5 separate regions of the Mus musculus genome follow, and regions 1, 2, 3 and 5 are each linked to region 4. The links are chromatin contacts, called in public ChIA-PET, HiChIP or PLAC-seq and Micro-C maps. All regions are on one chromosome and are shown on one strand. The core of a region is the stretch at or near the end of the contact, and the rest is flanking DNA. Distances in the headings are between cores, read along the strand shown. Region 1 overlaps Rhd (Rh blood group, D antigen). Region 2 holds the start of Rsrp1 (arginine/serine rich protein 1). Region 3 holds the start of Paqr7 (progestin and adipoQ receptor family member VII). Region 4 holds the start of Man1c1 (mannosidase, alpha, class 1C, member 1). Region 5 holds the start of Maco1 (macoilin 1).

Region 1 (3,136 bases), core at 202-2,701, 170 kb after region 4:
AGAGTGTCCACCATGTGTGCAGAGCTAAGACTGAGGCCAGGTGACTTCTTCTTCTGGTGACTGATTAGTAAATAGCTCTCTCCACAAGCCAGTTCCTGGTCAGAAACACTTTCCTTCCACTGGCCCAAATCCCCTCAGAGACTCACTGCACACAGAAGGTGGGAAAATATGTCTCACCCATTTGAAATCCCATTTGTTGGCATCCTTTTGGCTAGGATTTGGGAAAGAAATTGCCAAAATCCCAATTGAGCAGATTGTCATGCGGCTGAGTCCTCAGGGGCTCACTGCCTGTACACAGAAGGCTGGAGTGTCCAGCACACAGTTTAATGGTGGTTTATCGTAGTAATAACTGATAGGTTATTTCTAGGCTGGTGAGATGAACCAATTCAAGCCAGATTAGAATATATTGACAACAGGCTTATTGGGAAGCAGCTCTTGGATGAGGTCACTGGCCCCAAGGACAGAGGCCAGAGAAGTCACCATGGGGAGAGAGAATGGGGTGGGGGTGGGGAGAAAGAGAGAGAAAAAGAGGAAGAAGAAGAAGAAGGAAAAGAAGAAGAAGGAGAAGGAGAAGGAGGAGGAGGAGGAGGAGGAGGAGGAGGAGGAGGAGGAGGAGGAGGAGGAGGAGGAGGAGGAGGAGGAGAAGGAGAAGGAGAAGGAGAAGGAGAAGGAGAAGGAGAAGGAGAAGGAGAAGGAGAAGGAGAAGGAGAAGGAGAAGAAGAAGAAGAAGAAGAAGAAGAAGAAGAAGAAGAAGAAGAAGAAGAAGAAGAAGAAGAAGAAGAAGAAGAGCCTCTGTGGGGAAGGGCAGCCCAGCCTCTAGCCTGTAAAGTTCAGGGTGGGGGGCAGGGTATGCCAAGTCCGGATGGAGGGATGTTTGGAGAACCTGCAGGCCAGGTTCATTTTGATATGTAAAACAAACACCTCGAGCGGGTTTCCGGCCTTGGTTCAAAACCAGGTGAGTCAGCTTATCTCTGGTCTGTGAAGGAAAAGGAGGAAGAAAGCAAGCTAGGGAGTTTTGTGTTGTTGTTGTTGTTGTTGTTATGGGGGTGGGGTATTTGGGTTTTAGAGACAGGGTTTCTCTGTGTAGCCCTGATTGTCCTGGAATTCACTCTGTAGACCTGTGTGGCCTTGAATTCAGAGATCTGCTTCTTGCCTCTGCCTCTTAAGTGCTTGGGACAGCACTAGGAGAGGTTTTTTTTATTGTAGATCTGAGGAAGAGTACAGCAAGAGAGATGGAGAGGGAGAGAGAGAGAGAGAGCTAGAGAGAGAGAGAGAGAGAGAGCCAAGAGAACACAATGTCAGGGTTATATAGGAAAGAGAAGGTGGGGGAAGGGAAGGGAAGCCCACTGGGCTGGATAAGGAGGAGGGATGAGGAGACCTGGGATGACTCGGTGCCTCTCAAGCCTGGAGGTGTGCACTTTGGTATGCTAATAGGCACCTGGGTTAGTACTTGTCCATGGTTTCCCTGGGACCTGACACCTTAGACCCCTGAGGGTCTTGGCAGCCCTTGCGGGCACTGAGCCTGATTGGAGACTGGCTCTGAGCAGGAAGTGGACTGAGGAAAAGATGAGAGTGTTCAGAGCAGTTGCTGGGGACCATCAGACTAGTGAGAGTGATGCCTTGGCCTTCCTCCCTCCCTCCCTGGAGACAGAAAGGCCTGATCCACTGCACTGGGGTCCAGACATCTGGGGCAGAGAACATTCTTTAGGAAGAACCTTCCTTGGGGTAGCCAGCAGGGAGGGCCTCTTTGAGAGCTTTGCCACTGTCCTGGGTGGCATTTTCACACCGTGCATGAGGTCAAAAGTGAAGATGAACATACACTGTCACCCTGAGACTTTGGAATTCTGAGACAGCCCACTGTGGAGGCTTGTGTGGATGTATGTAAATATAAGCCTAGGGACAGATGAACAACATCTGATGGCTTTCTGTCCTCAAACTGTCCCCCCCTCCCTCTTCCCACTGTGCCAAGGCCCCACAGTGAGTTGGAGTTGGTTTGGGTGACAATGTGGGGATTTTTGGTTTTTTTTTGTTTTTTTTTTGTTTTGTTTTTTGTGGGGTTTGTTTGTTTTTTGTTTTGTTTGTTTGTTTGTTTGTTTGTTTGTTTGTTTTGAGACAGGGTTTCTCTGTGTAGCCCTGGTTGTCCTGGAACTCACTTTGTAGACCAGGCTGGCCTCGAACTCAGAAATCCACCTGCCTCTGCCTCCCAAGTGCTGGGATTAAAGGCGTGCACCACCACTGCCCGGCGATTTTTTTTTTTAATGGTTTTTTAATGGTTCTTTTTCTTTTTTCTTCATGTGTTTTGCCTACATGTGTGTCTGCACCATATGCATGCTTAGAGCCTGCTGAGGCAAGAGGAGAGCATCAGATCCCCTAGAAATGACGTCACAGGGGTTGTGGGCCACCATCACATAGGTGCTGGCAACTAAACCTGAGTCTGCTGCAAGGGTAGGAAATGCTCTTAACCACTGAGCCACCTCCCTCCCCCTGACCCCAAGTATGTTTTAGAATGGCTTTAAATTTCTGATCCTGGGCTGGAGAAATCTAAAAAACAAAACAAAACAAAACAAAACAAAACAAAAAACTCATGCCCATCTATTATTTTAAAATATTTCACCTGTTGTGGTGGCAGAGACAGGTGGCTAAAGGGCCAGAGGCAGGAGGATCAATTTTTTTTCAAGATTTACTTATTTTATGTACGTAAGTATACTGTCGCTGTCCTCAGACACAACAGAAGAGGGCATCAGATCCATTACAGATGGTTGTGAGCCACCATGTGGTTGCCGGGAATTGAACTCAGGACTAGAAGAGCAGTCAGTGCTCTTAACTACTCAGCCATCTCTCCAGCACCCGGCTTGAGTTTTTTTTTTTTTTTTTTTTTTATGGTGGGAAATGAGTATGCAGCTAGAGACAATTGTAAACTGTTGGCAGGAATTCATACTGATGAAAAGAAGATAGCCGATAAACTGAGTTATGAGTATTTTCTAATAAACCTCAGGAAGTTGCAAAGCGGAGACAATCTGTGCAGGCACGGTCCATGCACCGGCCCATTTGTGTCCGATGAAAAGCTGCAATTATTGTTCCTGTAACGCTGGAAGAAGGTGGTATTAAAGCTAGGCTGAAGGCTCAACCAATGGTC
Region 2 (3,037 bases), core at 111-2,610, 220 kb after region 4:
GGACCTTTGGAAGAACAGTCGGCGCTCTCAACCACTGAGCTATCTCACCAGTCCCACAAGCATTCTTTATTGCTGAGCCATCCTGGTGGCCACAGTAAGGTTTTTATTTCTTCACTTTCGCTGTATATTGGGGAAGGAGGAGGAAGGAGGCACGAACAAAGAGTCCTTATTTCTGTCATCTCCCTCTAAAATCCAGAGCTTCTGTAAAACCCTGCCTAATTTCTAAGAACACCATCTCCCAATATTGAAATAGCTATTTCGTTCAGTGCTGTTCACTTACCCACAGTTTTCAAGGTCAGATATGCCTCATGACATTGAGTGTTTGGAATTTGCCCTGGAAATAAGATTAAATGTCCTGTCCTAATCACACTTGTCTTAGAACAGACCTATCGGGCTCAGGAAATGGCTTACTATTAAGAGCACTTGCTGCATTGCCTAGCACAAAGTCTGGGTTCCCAACACCCCCATACTTGGTGGCCCACAATGGCTCTGTCTTCGGTGGCATCCTGTACACACAAATTACTCTCTCTCTCTCTCTCTCACACACACACACACACACACACACACACACACACACACAATCAAGGATCACTGTTGCTCCTCAAAGGTCAACTGTGGTCGTTGGAATTCCTGTCTCGACCTCAAATTACCTTAATTAGCTCAAACAAGGCCGTTAAAGCAGCCTTTCTAAATTAAAACTATATCTTCGGGGTCCAGGGATACCCCTCCCAATCTCCACCATAGGAGGAGCCAAGAAGGGAAGCTGGGCAGCGGCTGGGGGAGGGAGGGGACGACACATGACCCGGGGACGACCGAGGCACGGGAACCGACTTGTCCTCTGTGTCCTTGATCCAGCTTTTGAGCCGGCTAAATTCTTTGCTACCCTCTCCTTTTCCCGAATTTCAAAATCGAAAGCAGGAAAGGAAGCCAAACTAAACCAAACCAAACCAAACAAAGAAAAACAAAGTTGGGCGTGGTGGCGCAGACCCCCTAGCTGAGAAGCAGAGACATGGGGATTGCCGCGAGTTCGAGGCGTGACAGGGGTACACAGCTAGCTCCTGTCTCAAAAAAAAACTCAAGATCCAAAAGCAGCCAAGGACCCCACAAACAAACAAACAAAAAACCCTGAAGTAAACAAATCCTCAAAATACCCGGATGTAGAAGGCGGGCGGGAGTGGGGGATGGGGAGGAGGCGCGGCCGTTGGTGGAGTGACAACTGACGCGCATGCGTGTCTCCAAGGCGCAGCCAACATCGCTTGGCGATTGGACGAGAGTGGGACCCGCCCTTTCGCACGGATGTCTGTGCGCATGCTCGGCGCCAGCTTCCAGTATTTTCGATGCTGACGTCGCCACTAAGCTCAGTCCCAGTCTGGACTTTGGCAGTGGAGGTTCCTGTGCTCTCCGGTCGCTGGAATCGGGAACCTCGCCCGCTTCGGTTCCTGGTCGCAGAGAAAGGTGCCCGCTTGGCCTCTCTCGCCCTCGCGAGCTCTTCATCCGTTTAAGGTGAGTGGGGCCGCTTGGTCAGGGACCGGTTCGCCCTGGGGTGTCGCGCACGCGCACTGGGCACTGCGCGCCCCACCTGGATGATAGACTCTTGACTTTCTCTGTAGTTCCTAGACGCCGTTGCGTTTGCGGACCGATCTCCGTTTTCAGAAGGGAGCCATGTCCTCGGCCGCCATGTCTAAATACGTGAACGACATGTGGCCCGGCTCTCCGCAGGAGAAAGCCTCGCCGTCCACCTCGGGCTCGGGCCGCTCCAGCCGCCTGTCGTCGCGCTCCCGCAGCCGCTCTTCGTCCCGCAGCTCCCGACGCGACTCCCGCAGCTCTAGCCGCTCGTCCTCGCGCAGCCACAGCCGGCCGCGGAGGAGCAGACGGTCCCGATCCCGGTCCCGCAGGCGCCACCAGCGCAAGTACAGGCGCTACTCACGCTCGTACTCACGCAGCCGGTCGCGCTCCCGCAGCCACCGCTATCACCGCGACAGCCGTTACGAGCGGCCGCGGAGGTACTACAAGTCGCCGTCGCCCTACCGCTCCCGGAGCAGGTCGCGCTCCCGCGGGAGGTCGCAGCACCGGTGGTCGTACTACGCGATCACTAGAGGGCGGCGCTACTACGGCTTCGGCCGGACGGTGTACCCCGAGGATCGCCCCAGGTGGAGGGAAAGATCCAGAACCAGGTCGCGCAGCAGGAGTAGAACCCCATTTCGCCTGAGTGAGAAAGGTGCGTTTTATCAGGTTGAGGTTTGTGCCCTTGGTGGGGGTGGTGTTGGGGATTGAGTTCTGGACGCTTATCACCGAGCCACCTCCCCAGCTCCTCCCCGCGTTTAACTTCCTCAGCGCGCTGTGAGTCAGCCAGGGAGTCATGTGGTTGAGCAGTTTAGCTGGGATTTCGTAAGATTAGGCCCAGGACATCTTAACATCTAGGCCTGCGTTTGTTTTGGTGCTGGAAGTCTTTTGAGATTTCTTGAAGTGAGAGAGAGTTTTTTGTTTAGTTAGTAGTTAGGTAGAATATAGTTTCTCACGTATTTCCTTTCACCTTGTGAGTAAAGTCCATGCCGGATGTGACCGGTGCAGTAACCTGAACTAAAGTCCATTTATGGCTGTGGTGGTCAAGAGAGAGGAGGCTCACTCTTTCCTACTAGCTGGGTGAAGTCAAAACACATTTTTTTTTTTCATGATTTACTCAAAAATGGGTTTTGACTGGCCTTTCTGTTAAGTAACATGGCAATTTGATGTTACAAAGTAGGTAAGTTTGAGCTTGTGTGCAGACTCTGTATCAAGATTAGTAGTCTAGATAACTGTGCTATAAAGTTTATCAAACACTTCAGTTTACAGAAATAAACATTTAAAGAAAAGGCAAAATAGGGCTGTTTGTCAGAACAAAACTAACTTGTTGAGGTAATTAAGGAAAGTTGGGTTTTTTTCCTCACTATAAAGGGATTTTTTTTAGAATTGCTTTACATATAAAGAGAAAAACATTGTTTTAGGAGAGGTACTTAGTAGAGGATAACGAATGTCTTAATGCCCTTAGATCGAATGG
Region 3 (3,150 bases), core at 629-3,128, 210 kb before region 4:
AGATCCAGGTCCAGTGCTAGGCGACTGGACGGCCTTGGGCAGGTCACACTCTGGAACCTGTTTCCTCAGACACAGACAAAGACGGTGACAGAGTGTGCCATAGATCAACAGCATACCTGAGAGGCCCTGCATGGAGCTGATAGGCACTGACTGGCTAACCACAGTCCTCACACAACTGCTGGGCTCTCAGAGGGTCATGGCCAAACGACTTCTCTCTTGCAGGCAAACCTCCTGAGTCACTTCCCAGAGCCGGAACCGGACATAGCTACAGCCGCCTGAGCCTGGATGCACCTTTCCCGGCTCTAGGCCTCGACTTTTCTACCCATAAAACAGTGGCCACCACATTCACCTCAAAGGAACTTTCGAGGTTTGAAGAAGGTCATAGAGAAGGCCCCATGGCTGCTCAGAGCTCGCTTCCCCACTGTGTAGAGTGGTAGACACAGAACCTGTTTCAGGGGATGGTTTAGATCAAGAGAGGTCGTCATGGCAACTGCTTGGCTCACCGCTTGCCACAGGCCAAGAACATTACATATAAACCGTGGATTTGAAAACAAACCAAGAGGGGACAGGATGTGGTGGTGTATGCCGGAGACCTCAGCCTCTGCTTCACTTGTGAGCTCCAAGCAGGAGCTGGGTGAGACTCTGCCTTTAAAAACATACAAATGAACAAAAAACATACCACCTCTGACAAAAGCCAAACCAACCGGAAACAAAGAATCAAAGCAGTGAGAGCTTGACCTTCCTGCCAAAAATAGAAGCTGAGTCCGAGGCTTCTTCTAAGTCCTTACTGTTTGTTTTGTTTTGTTTTGTTTTGTTTTGTTTAAGATGGGATGTCTTTGTTTAGCGCTGGCTTTCCTGGAACTAGCTCCATAGAGTAGGCTGGCCCAGAACCCAGAGATCCCTTGCCTCTGCCTCTGGCTCCTGAGTGCTGGGATCAAAGGCGTGTGCCACCGCTGCCACCACTGTCTGCAAAGTCTCTCATTTTTATTCATCCTATCAGGACACAGTCACCATATGTTGCCCAGGCTGCCCTTGAACTCCTGGCTTCAAATAATCCTCCTGCCTCAGTCTCCAGAGTAGTAGGCACGGGATGGCAGGCCTGTCGGCTTGCCCCATGGATTCAGGAAATGTGGGCGTTTGTCTGAATTTGTTGAATGAGAGGCCAGTCTCTCACATACAATTCTCTTAAGATAATATGCTCATCACAGTACAGAGGGAAATTTTGCAGTTTCCAAAGACCTTCATGTCCACCGTTTGACCTAAACACCTTGTCAAGTGGTACTGCCATCTCTATAACACTGAGGCCCAAAAGAGCAAGGTTTGTCCAAGGTCGCAGGGTGAGCTGGGGTAGCAACAGGCTTCAATCCTGTTAATGTGTCAGGGCTCTAGACTCAAAAGCTCAGTAAAGGACAGGGCCCTAGCCTCTACCAATCAGGCCTCTTTACTCAAGACCCGGTCTGGTACTCCATTTTTGTTAGGTATGAACACCACAGAAGGGGCAGGCACATGAGGCACTGTAAGAAAGTATTTATTGGAGGCATACCCTGCCTATAAAAACCCACTGGGCTGTTCACCTTCTCTGCTGGTCCCATACCTGGAAGATGTGACAACCAGGAGTGGTTGTTCTGACAGAGATCTAGACAAATCAGGACAGGGAAAATGTCAGAGATCACGGGATGAGACTTTGATAAGCCAGAGAGCCCAGTTTGGGACGCAGCTCCCCAGGGAGAGCGACATCTGGACTACAGTAGCCCTGTGAGGCATGAGCGGTATGTGCTGAGCTCAAGCTTGCCTCAGAGCTCTTGGGACACTCATCCGACTCTCTTGCAACTATCACAGAGCGAAGCTTGCGCTTTGGGGAAGTGGGTAAACTCTGCAGGAGTCTGCAGCCTCTTATCTGAGCCTAGGTTCTCTGGGCCTTCTATTTTCAGACTGTACTGTGGCCGCAGGAAGTCCCGGGATGCGTCGTGGAGTGACCCCTCCTGCAGTCTGAGCTTGCATAACGCCAGGCGAGAAGCTGCAGACTGGCGGAGGCGGCTGAGCTCCCGGTGCCCAGCGCCGCCCTCCGGGCTTGGGGCGTGGCCGCTACCCCTTTATCTGCGACTCCAGCGCGGGGGACGCAGCAGACAGCTCCTAGCTCTGCTCTGACCACAGGTGAGACTGCTCCTGGAGATCCCGGGGCCGGGCCGGGCTGGGCTGGGCTGGGAGTAGAGAAGTGCTCCCCCGGCACGCGGGTTGGGGGTGTGCTCCTAGCTGCATGCGTGCGGTGCCCAGTGGCGGAAGTGGGCAGGTGGCAGAAGATGGGGCGAGGCCGAAGACAGCAGGACCCTGACAGCCGGACAGTTATGTAGGGGAGCACCTCCCGGTAGGGGTGAGGAGAGGTCACCAAGGGAATTAGCCTCAAGGAGGGGACCGGAAGAAGAAACGTTTGAGGTCACCCCACCCCCGGAGGAGCAGTGGGGGGGTCACTGTAAGGGAGTGGGGAGAGCAGAAGGATTATGGGAGGACCAGAGGTAGCATGCCATGGAGAAGGAGGACCAGGGCTGGAGTAAAGCCTATGAGCTTGTGGCTTGTGGAATGGGGAGAATAATTCAGTGTCGTCTGCAGAAGTTAGGCATGGGAGACAGCCTGTGCAGCAGGATCACACCCTGGGCAGGAACAACCAACCTCACAGGCTATGTGCTGCATTCTAGGAGCGAGGTTATAATGGGACAAGAAGGAGCAGGGGTGGAAGTGTGTGTGTGTGTGTGTGTGTGTGTGTGTGTGTGTGTGTGTGTGTGTGTGTGTGTGGTATGTTTTGCAGATCCTTGTGGGGGAACCCCCAAGGAAAGCTTTAGAGAGGTGGGAGGGCTACCAGGCCAGAATATTGGATCCCTTCCCTAGCGTCAGGAAAGCCAGATTGCCCTAGATAGGAAAAGAGACAAGGCCCCACCACCACCCTCAGCCTTAACCTGGGGGATTTCCTCCTAGCAGCCCCTGAAGCCCCTTAGGCTGCCTCAGGCTATGCACTGAGAGGAGGCTTGGTGGATTCCCCAAGCTGACTGTTCTTGTTGGGTACCCGGGGACACCATGATGAAGATCTTCCCTTTCAGGGTACTCCTTGGAACCGTGGGAGTGTCTGAACTTTGGGGGAAAATGTCCTTAACATTT
Region 4 (3,104 bases), core at 82-2,581:
CTCGCTGAGCTCGCACCAGACTCTGGGACTCCTTACTCTCATCAGTCCTTGTCCCCAAGACCGGGTGTCGAAGGCGGCTGCGGAAACCATTGTAGTCGAAAGTGAACCGGACGCTCTCTTCCTGCGGCCTGAGGGCTGCAACCCTGTTGCCTTCCTCCCGGGGCCCGGTGGGGCGGGTTCGCCGCAGCCACCCTTTCCTACGGAGAACACCGACCAGGCGGCTGGGATCGTCCTCACCCGGGGCCGGAGCCGCAGGGGCAGGGTTGGGAGGCGGCTCCTGCTCTGACACCGAGTGGTGACCGGCGATTTCGGCCATCACCTCCAGGCCGGGCTGTTGGGTCCGCGAGGCCGAGAAGAGGCGCTTGAGGCGAGAGGAATGGGGCAGAAGGAACAGGGCGCCAAAGCACAGGGTGACGAGGCCCGAGAGGAAGAGCAGGAAAAGGAACTTCTGCGGCAGCCGCAGCCCCCACGGCGAGGCCGGGACGAAACCCGGCACTTTCCTCACCAGCATCGCGGCGCGGCCAGCAGGAGGGGGCTGTCAGCTCCGCCCGGGGCCCCGGGAGTCCTCAGAGTCCTCAAGGGTGGGGAGCAAGAGTGAAGTGGCTGGGGTCCCCGAGCAAGGCTGCGCACCTCGAGGCCGCCGCTTCGGGACCCGCCCGAAGTTCAGGGAGTTTGGAGCGAGTCCTCCCGCGCGGGGGCGGGGGCGCGGCGGCCTCGGCGGGGCCCGGGCGAGGGGGGCTGCTCGGCTGGAGCCCGGGCCCGCCGTGCGCCGCAGCCTGCCCTCCGCCTGATCCACGGAGCCCGCGCCCTCCCGCGCCTTCCCGCGCCGGAGTGGTCACATGCCGTCCGCGACGCCCTCGCGGAGGGTGCGCAGGACGCAGGCCCCGACCCGCCGGCACCCGAAGTTTCAGCCTCTGGAGCAGTTTGCAAAGGGAACCCCCGGGGCTTGCAGGGCGAGCGCAGCTCCTAGAGCGCGAGCCCAGCCGGTGGTGACGGCGCAGGGCCCGGCGGTCGGGACACGTCCACAACTTTGCTCCGCCGCGCGCGGTTGCCGCTCCCGAGGCTGCGCGGGACCCAGGGGCTTCAGATGCTCGCGCGGGGAGAGGGATACCCGGGAAGCGCGTGCGAAGCCTGCAGCTGGCCTCTGTCAGCCCTGGGCCTGCCGCTGAGCCAGGAAGCCTTGGCTCCGGCGCCGCAACTCGGGAGGGCGCGGGTCTCCTGCTGCGATCACCTGTTCCCGGCCCCGCGGCTCCGCTAGCCGCGCAGGCTCACCCGCCGCAGCTCCAGACGGGCCGCCGCTGCTCCGGCTCTCACTGCGACAGCGCCGCTGCCCCGCCCCCCGCCAGCCACGCCCTCAGGCCACGCCTACAGCGCGCCTCGCGCCCCTCCTCTCCGCCCGCCGCGGCACCGCAGTTCGGCCAATGGGGAACCTAGCCGGGAAAGATGGGCGGGTCACAGTCTGGGCCACGCCCCCCGCTCCAAATGCTGGCGCTGCGCTCCCCCATCCTGCTAGCTCCAATGGTCCAGCTGCGCGCTGTGGAGAGGGCGGGGTGCAGAGCGGAGAGAGGTCATTGGCTGCTTCCGAGGGATCCCCGATGGGCCACAATCACCCATTGGTTTCTGCCCAGCGTTCGCTGGACTCCGAAAGACCGAGACGCCCCCTCCACCGCCCACCTCCGCCTAGCGCCGCTCTGTGTTTCGGTCTCCCCCCGGAAGGGCCAGGAGACCAGGTTGTTCTGTAAGGCGCTGCCCATCGTTGGGCGACCCTGTCACTTCTCAGCACCAGCCGGGGATTGCCAGGTTGCTGGTAGCCAGGGATGCCCAGAGCTCAGACCAGCCGCGGTAGTACAGCTGCTTCGCTCTGGGGGGGATGGGGATGGCTGGACCAAACCCGAGAGCTGTGGCTGTGGTTATGTCTGGCTGAATCAGTATTTCCAGGGTTCCTCGCAAACCGCCACCAAAAATGTGGCCAAGGCCCTTGGGTGGGGTTGGCGAGGGATGCTAACATGAGAAGCAAGAAGAGAGAGGGACAGACAGAGAGAGAGGCGGGGACCTGGACATATGCACGGGTCATACATAGGATATGCATGTATGTGAACATTTGCATTTTTATGCATACAGAGGCTACCTTGTGGGTGTGTGCTTACATGCAAATATACACTTAATTTCAGCACGGACACCCTAGCAATTATGCCAAAGTGTATCTAGACAGGTCTATATAAGCAAAACATTGACGTGCACAGGCATACCCAAGCCACCTCCACAAGCCCACACATACACCGGCATGTGTTATCAGACACCGTGTGCCCCTGCCCCAAGACACATGCATCCGTGGACTTTAGTCCTTCCCTTGCTGTTAAACCTCACACCGGGGGCCAAAATAACACTGCTGTGTGGGTCTCTCATGCAAAACTCTTTATAGAGACAACAGCATAGGGAGAGACAAATTAAGAGGTATAATAGGCAAGGGGGAAAATATCTGCTTTCAGCTGCAATTTGAAAGACAGAAAATACTGCAGGGACGCCTTTCCCGGAGAGGAGGCAGCCCAGGCAGGCTCTCACCTCATAAATCTTTCTTCTTCCCTGAGGCTTTCTGCAAATGGGCTACTGAGGCTTGCTTCTAACCCTGGCCAAACCATTGCCAGCACGCCCACTCCTGACATTTAAATACCCCTGGCATATAAATTTCTCTCTGCTGAAAATAAAAGATAAAAGACTACTGTCGCTAACAGGTGCAAATATTTTGGTCACCGGAGATGAATAATTTCTCCCAATACACCTAGCTTATATGTAAATTTCTACTTCAAATGTTTCAGTCTCTTATGAGTTTGGCTGGCAGGAGTCAGTTCCCTGGAGTTAGCTCGTGCATGAGATAAGCATGTGTGTGCTCCTTAATGCAGTAGCCCAGAGGCCTAGCCTGGTCTCCTGCACGTCTCCCTTGTCCAAGCTTCTCAGTGGATCCTACAGGAGAGTCCTGGCATATACTTGGGGAAGGAGGTAGGGACCTAGCCTTTAATGTCAGCTTGTCTGCACTGAGGGGGTTGGGGGGCACGGAGACAGAGACGGAGTGTGTGAGTGAGTGTGTGTGTGTGTGTGTGTGTGTG
Region 5 (2,911 bases), core at 40-2,539, 150 kb after region 4:
CAGCTATGCTACAACTTGGATGTCATCAGCTACCGCCTGTATTTTTCTCCAAGATTCACAGCAAGACCTAAACCGTAAGGCGCCAAGAGGACTCAAGTAAAGCCTTCAACCGCATGCTGAGCACTCTCTGTCGTAAACTAATTACTTCGCCTCGGAAATAGGCATTTCCAGAAAATAACCTCCGCACACAAATTGGGCTTGGGGAAGCTGTGACAGTCACCGAAATGCCCCATGAACCTGTTGTCCTTCTGTCCAGGAGAAGTGGATTCAATTTCTATTTAAAGGGACACCACTTTCCTTCATGAACAGAGGATTTAAAAAAAAAAAAAAAATCCCCAAACCTGAGTTGGGCGAGAATCCCTGCAAAATATCTGCTTGCAATTGTCAGAATGTTTGCTGAGGAACTGAGAAAAGCCGCGGTCTGGAGCGGTGTCACCGGCACGATCTGGGGGTATCAGCCTTGGGCGCTCCGAGCCAAGGTGGGGACCCCGTGAGGCAGCAGAGCGCAGAAGAGTAGCCGGCGTGGCCCCGCCCCGAGCCCGAGGGTCCCGCGCCCCTGGCAGCTCCTAACTTTGGCGGCTCGCTCGCCCGGCCGCACGCGTCCACGAGCCTCGGGCAGCCAACCCCCGAGCCCAGCGTGACCCGGGCTCGGTAGGGGACCGAGCGCACAGCCTGCTGGGGACCCCCGGGCTTCTGGGCTCCGGGCCGCGGGGGTGCCGCCCCTCCCCCCGACACACCACCGCCAACGGCGGCCCCGTGGCTCCCGCCCGCGCCCGCCGCGCCCTCCGCCTGGCCCTCGCCACACCCCGTGGCCCGGGGCGGACCCTCGGCTGGCTGGCTGGCCCGGCGCTCCGCGGGCGGCGCGCCTCAGGAGAGCCCCCGGCGCGGGCATGCGGCCTAGTCGGGGGGTTACATAACGGGGCCGGGCCCCTTCCGAGCGGCGCCCGGGACCCGCTGGCCCACGCCCGGCACCGCCGCTCACCTGCCGTAGATACCCTCGGTGATCCGGTTCCGCTTCAGGGGGCGGCGGAGCTTACTGCAGTCGGCGTTCCGCCGCTTCATCCTCCCGCTGGGGGGCCGGTGCCCGAGCCGCGCCGCCGCCGCCGCCTCTCACCTCAGCCGCCGTCGCCCGCCCGCCCCGCGTCGGGCCTGAATCCTACCCCTGCGGCCGGTCACACAGACATGGAGCCAGCACCGGGGGGGAGGGGGCCAGGAGGGGGGCGCCGAGCCTCCTCCGCCTTCGGAAACAAAGAAATGACAATTCCGGGGCCCGCCCGCCCCGCACCAGCCAGCCGCCCGCCCCGCCTCCTTTGCCGCGACGGACGGCCCGCATAGCCAATCGAAGGCGCCGCCGCGCCGCGCACGGCCAATCCCGGTGCCCGCTGAGGCAACACGGACCCTTAAGCCCGCCTTTTTGAAGGACAGAAGGACACACCAATCAGGATAAGGCCTAGACGCGTGGCCGGGCCTATCAGAAAAGAGTTAAATAGAGGCTTATAAATAGGCCCTATAAATATAACATCCTATATTATGCCTTGTTGCGAAGGTACGCTTCGCGGTTATTGGGCTGCGTCTCGCCGTGGGGAGGCCCACGTCGGCGTACACCGTGTGGCGCGGCGCCGCGGGCTCCCGCCTGGCGTGTGAGAACCGAACGGCGTGGTGCGCTGCGTGTGGGGACCTTGCGCTGACATGTGCTTCAGTCAGCCGCGTCCTTATGTAAGAGGGCGTCCCGGGAGCGCCGCCGCGGCCCCTTCTGCGGGCAGCCGAGCACGCAGCCATACCGGCCGCGTCAGCCGGGCCACGAATGACAAAGCAAACCACACACACATACACACACACTCACACACACCCTGCCAGCTTCCCGCGACGTGGTGACAGCGCGCCGACCAATCGGAGGTGGTGGGGCGGGGCCTGTGCGGGTCCGCCCCTGGTTCGCGTCACCAGAGAGGGGCGGCCCCTCGGGTGCGCGCGACGCCGCGCGGGGCTGCCGGGGGCGTGTGCGGCGGCGTGGCCGGGCTCCACGTCCGCAGGTTTGCGCAGGCTGAGGGTTCCGCGGGCTCCTCCCCGGCCTCAGAGGCTGCGTGAGGCGGTCGTTTGCTCTTTCCGCCCACTAGCTCTGTAGCTTACCGGTGAGGGCGGAACGGCAAAAAGACAAGTGAGATGCTCAGCGGGGAAACGCGTTTGCTGCCAAGTCTGAGGACCGAGTTCGAACCCGGGAATCCACGTGGTGGGCGGATAGAAGGAACTCCTACAAGTTGCCGCCTGACCTCCCACACGCACGCCCACACAAACACAGTTCCTAAATAAGTTTGGTTTTGGTTTTTAAGCGGCAAAGACTACCGGGCGTTGTTGGTGGCGCACCACTTTGATCCCAGCACTGCAGAGGCATGTGGATCGCTGAGCTCGAGGCCAGCTTGGTCTACGAAGTGAAGACCGCCAAGGCTGTAACATGTACCAACAATTTATATAAACAAACAAATAATAAATAAATAAATAAATAAATAAATAGCAAAACCGGGGAAGTGTGGGAAAGTAGCCATAGGAAGCAAATCACTGGTGGCTCCTGACTACTGGCAGAAGCATTTTAGTGTATGTCTTACACAATTTTCTTGCTTAGTTGTTATTATTTCTATAAAATAGAATCGAGCACATAGTAGACATTTGGTTTCATATCAGAGTCTTCGTTTTACGTGTTGTTACAACCTTTTATAAAGATTTCTTTAAGAGGTTGCAGAATGCCCTAGCAAGTGGCATTGCCACCTCACCCCCTCAGTAACTAGAGTCCCCAGTCATCTAGCACACTTTTACTTTTTTATATGTCCAGTAACTCGATGCCATCTTGATTTGCCCTGGGACCACAGGCACCTCTCCTGGCCAGTGGTCACCCATCTTAGTCAACATCACTCCAAAG

Evidence for each region. A called contact is a pair of places that touch in the nucleus more often than the background predicts. ChIA-PET counts read pairs in DNA pulled down with a chosen protein or histone mark. HiChIP or PLAC-seq counts read pairs in DNA pulled down with a chosen protein or histone mark.
Region 1: an H3K4me3 HiChIP or PLAC-seq map of embryonic stem cells shows a contact between it and region 4, with 4 times the contacts expected there. The contact joins the enhancer-like site here to the promoter of Man1c1 in region 4. A contact is called at or near these places in 8 of 484 Hi-C or Micro-C datasets (the N1E-115 cell line, cerebellar granule neurons, differentiating embryonic stem cells and 4 more), 1 of 115 datasets of contacts at active chromatin or transcription factors (embryonic stem cells) and 3 of 9 other capture datasets (adipose tissue, liver and pancreatic islet).
Region 2: a contact with region 4 is called in an HNF4G HiChIP or PLAC-seq map of pancreatic cancer cells. The contact joins the promoter of Rsrp1 here to the promoter of Man1c1 in region 4. A contact is called at or near these places in 7 of 115 datasets of contacts at active chromatin or transcription factors (embryonic stem cells, epiblast stem cells, memory CD8 T cells and 3 more) and 1 of 9 other capture datasets (pancreatic islet).
Region 3: an RNA polymerase II ChIA-PET map of memory CD8 T cells shows a contact between it and region 4, with 406 read pairs. The contact joins the promoter of Paqr7 here to the promoter of Man1c1 in region 4. A contact is called at or near these places in 8 of 39 promoter capture datasets (the 3T3-L1 cell line, embryonic stem cells, hippocampal neurons and 5 more), 3 of 484 Hi-C or Micro-C datasets (bone marrow-derived macrophages, forebrain and primitive type A spermatogonia), 10 of 115 datasets of contacts at active chromatin or transcription factors (bone marrow-derived macrophages, embryonic basal ganglia, embryonic forebrain and 5 more) and 3 of 9 other capture datasets (adipose tissue, liver and pancreatic islet).
Region 5: a Micro-C map of embryonic stem cells shows a contact between it and region 4, with 5 times the contacts expected there. The contact joins the promoter of Maco1 here to the promoter of Man1c1 in region 4. A contact is called at or near these places in 8 of 39 promoter capture datasets (the 3T3-L1 cell line, cranial neural crest, embryonic stem cells and 4 more), 5 of 484 Hi-C or Micro-C datasets (LSK cells, embryonic stem cells, granulocyte-monocyte progenitors and 1 more), 1 of 115 datasets of contacts at active chromatin or transcription factors (embryonic stem cells) and 3 of 9 other capture datasets (adipose tissue, liver and pancreatic islet).

Annotation. Positions count from the first base shown.
Region 1 is chr4:134,870,765-134,873,900 of GRCm38.p6, forward strand. The region is part of intron 1 of Rhd (Rh blood group, D antigen); the gene reads left to right. Among named protein-coding and RNA genes, the nearest start is that of Rhd, 7.8 kb to the left of the region's middle. Within about 2 kb of position 1,452, at least 19 of the 459 cell types and tissues checked have an H3K27ac peak or open chromatin away from gene starts, as enhancers often do. A contact at or near this core is called in differentiating embryonic stem cells and embryonic stem cells, where this site is marked.
Region 2 is chr4:134,922,265-134,925,301 of GRCm38.p6, forward strand. It overlaps Rsrp1 (arginine/serine rich protein 1), which reads left to right and starts at 1,361. Exons shown (of 5, transcript NM_023665.3): 1 at 1,361-1,503; 2 at 1,611-2,218; 3 at 3,029-3,037. The coding sequence starts at 1,663.
Region 3 is chr4:134,494,883-134,498,032 of GRCm38.p6, forward strand. It overlaps Paqr7 (progestin and adipoQ receptor family member VII), which reads left to right and starts at 1,879. Exons shown (of 2, transcript NM_027995.3): 1 at 1,879-2,154.
Region 4 is chr4:134,702,959-134,706,062 of GRCm38.p6, forward strand. Man1c1 (mannosidase, alpha, class 1C, member 1) reads right to left here and starts at 1,332. Exons shown (of 12, transcript NM_207237.3): 1 at 1-1,332. The coding sequence starts at 511.
Region 5 is chr4:134,852,056-134,854,966 of GRCm38.p6, forward strand. Maco1 (macoilin 1) reads right to left here and starts at 1,290. Exons shown (of 11, transcript NM_025382.6): 1 at 983-1,290. The coding sequence starts at 1,062.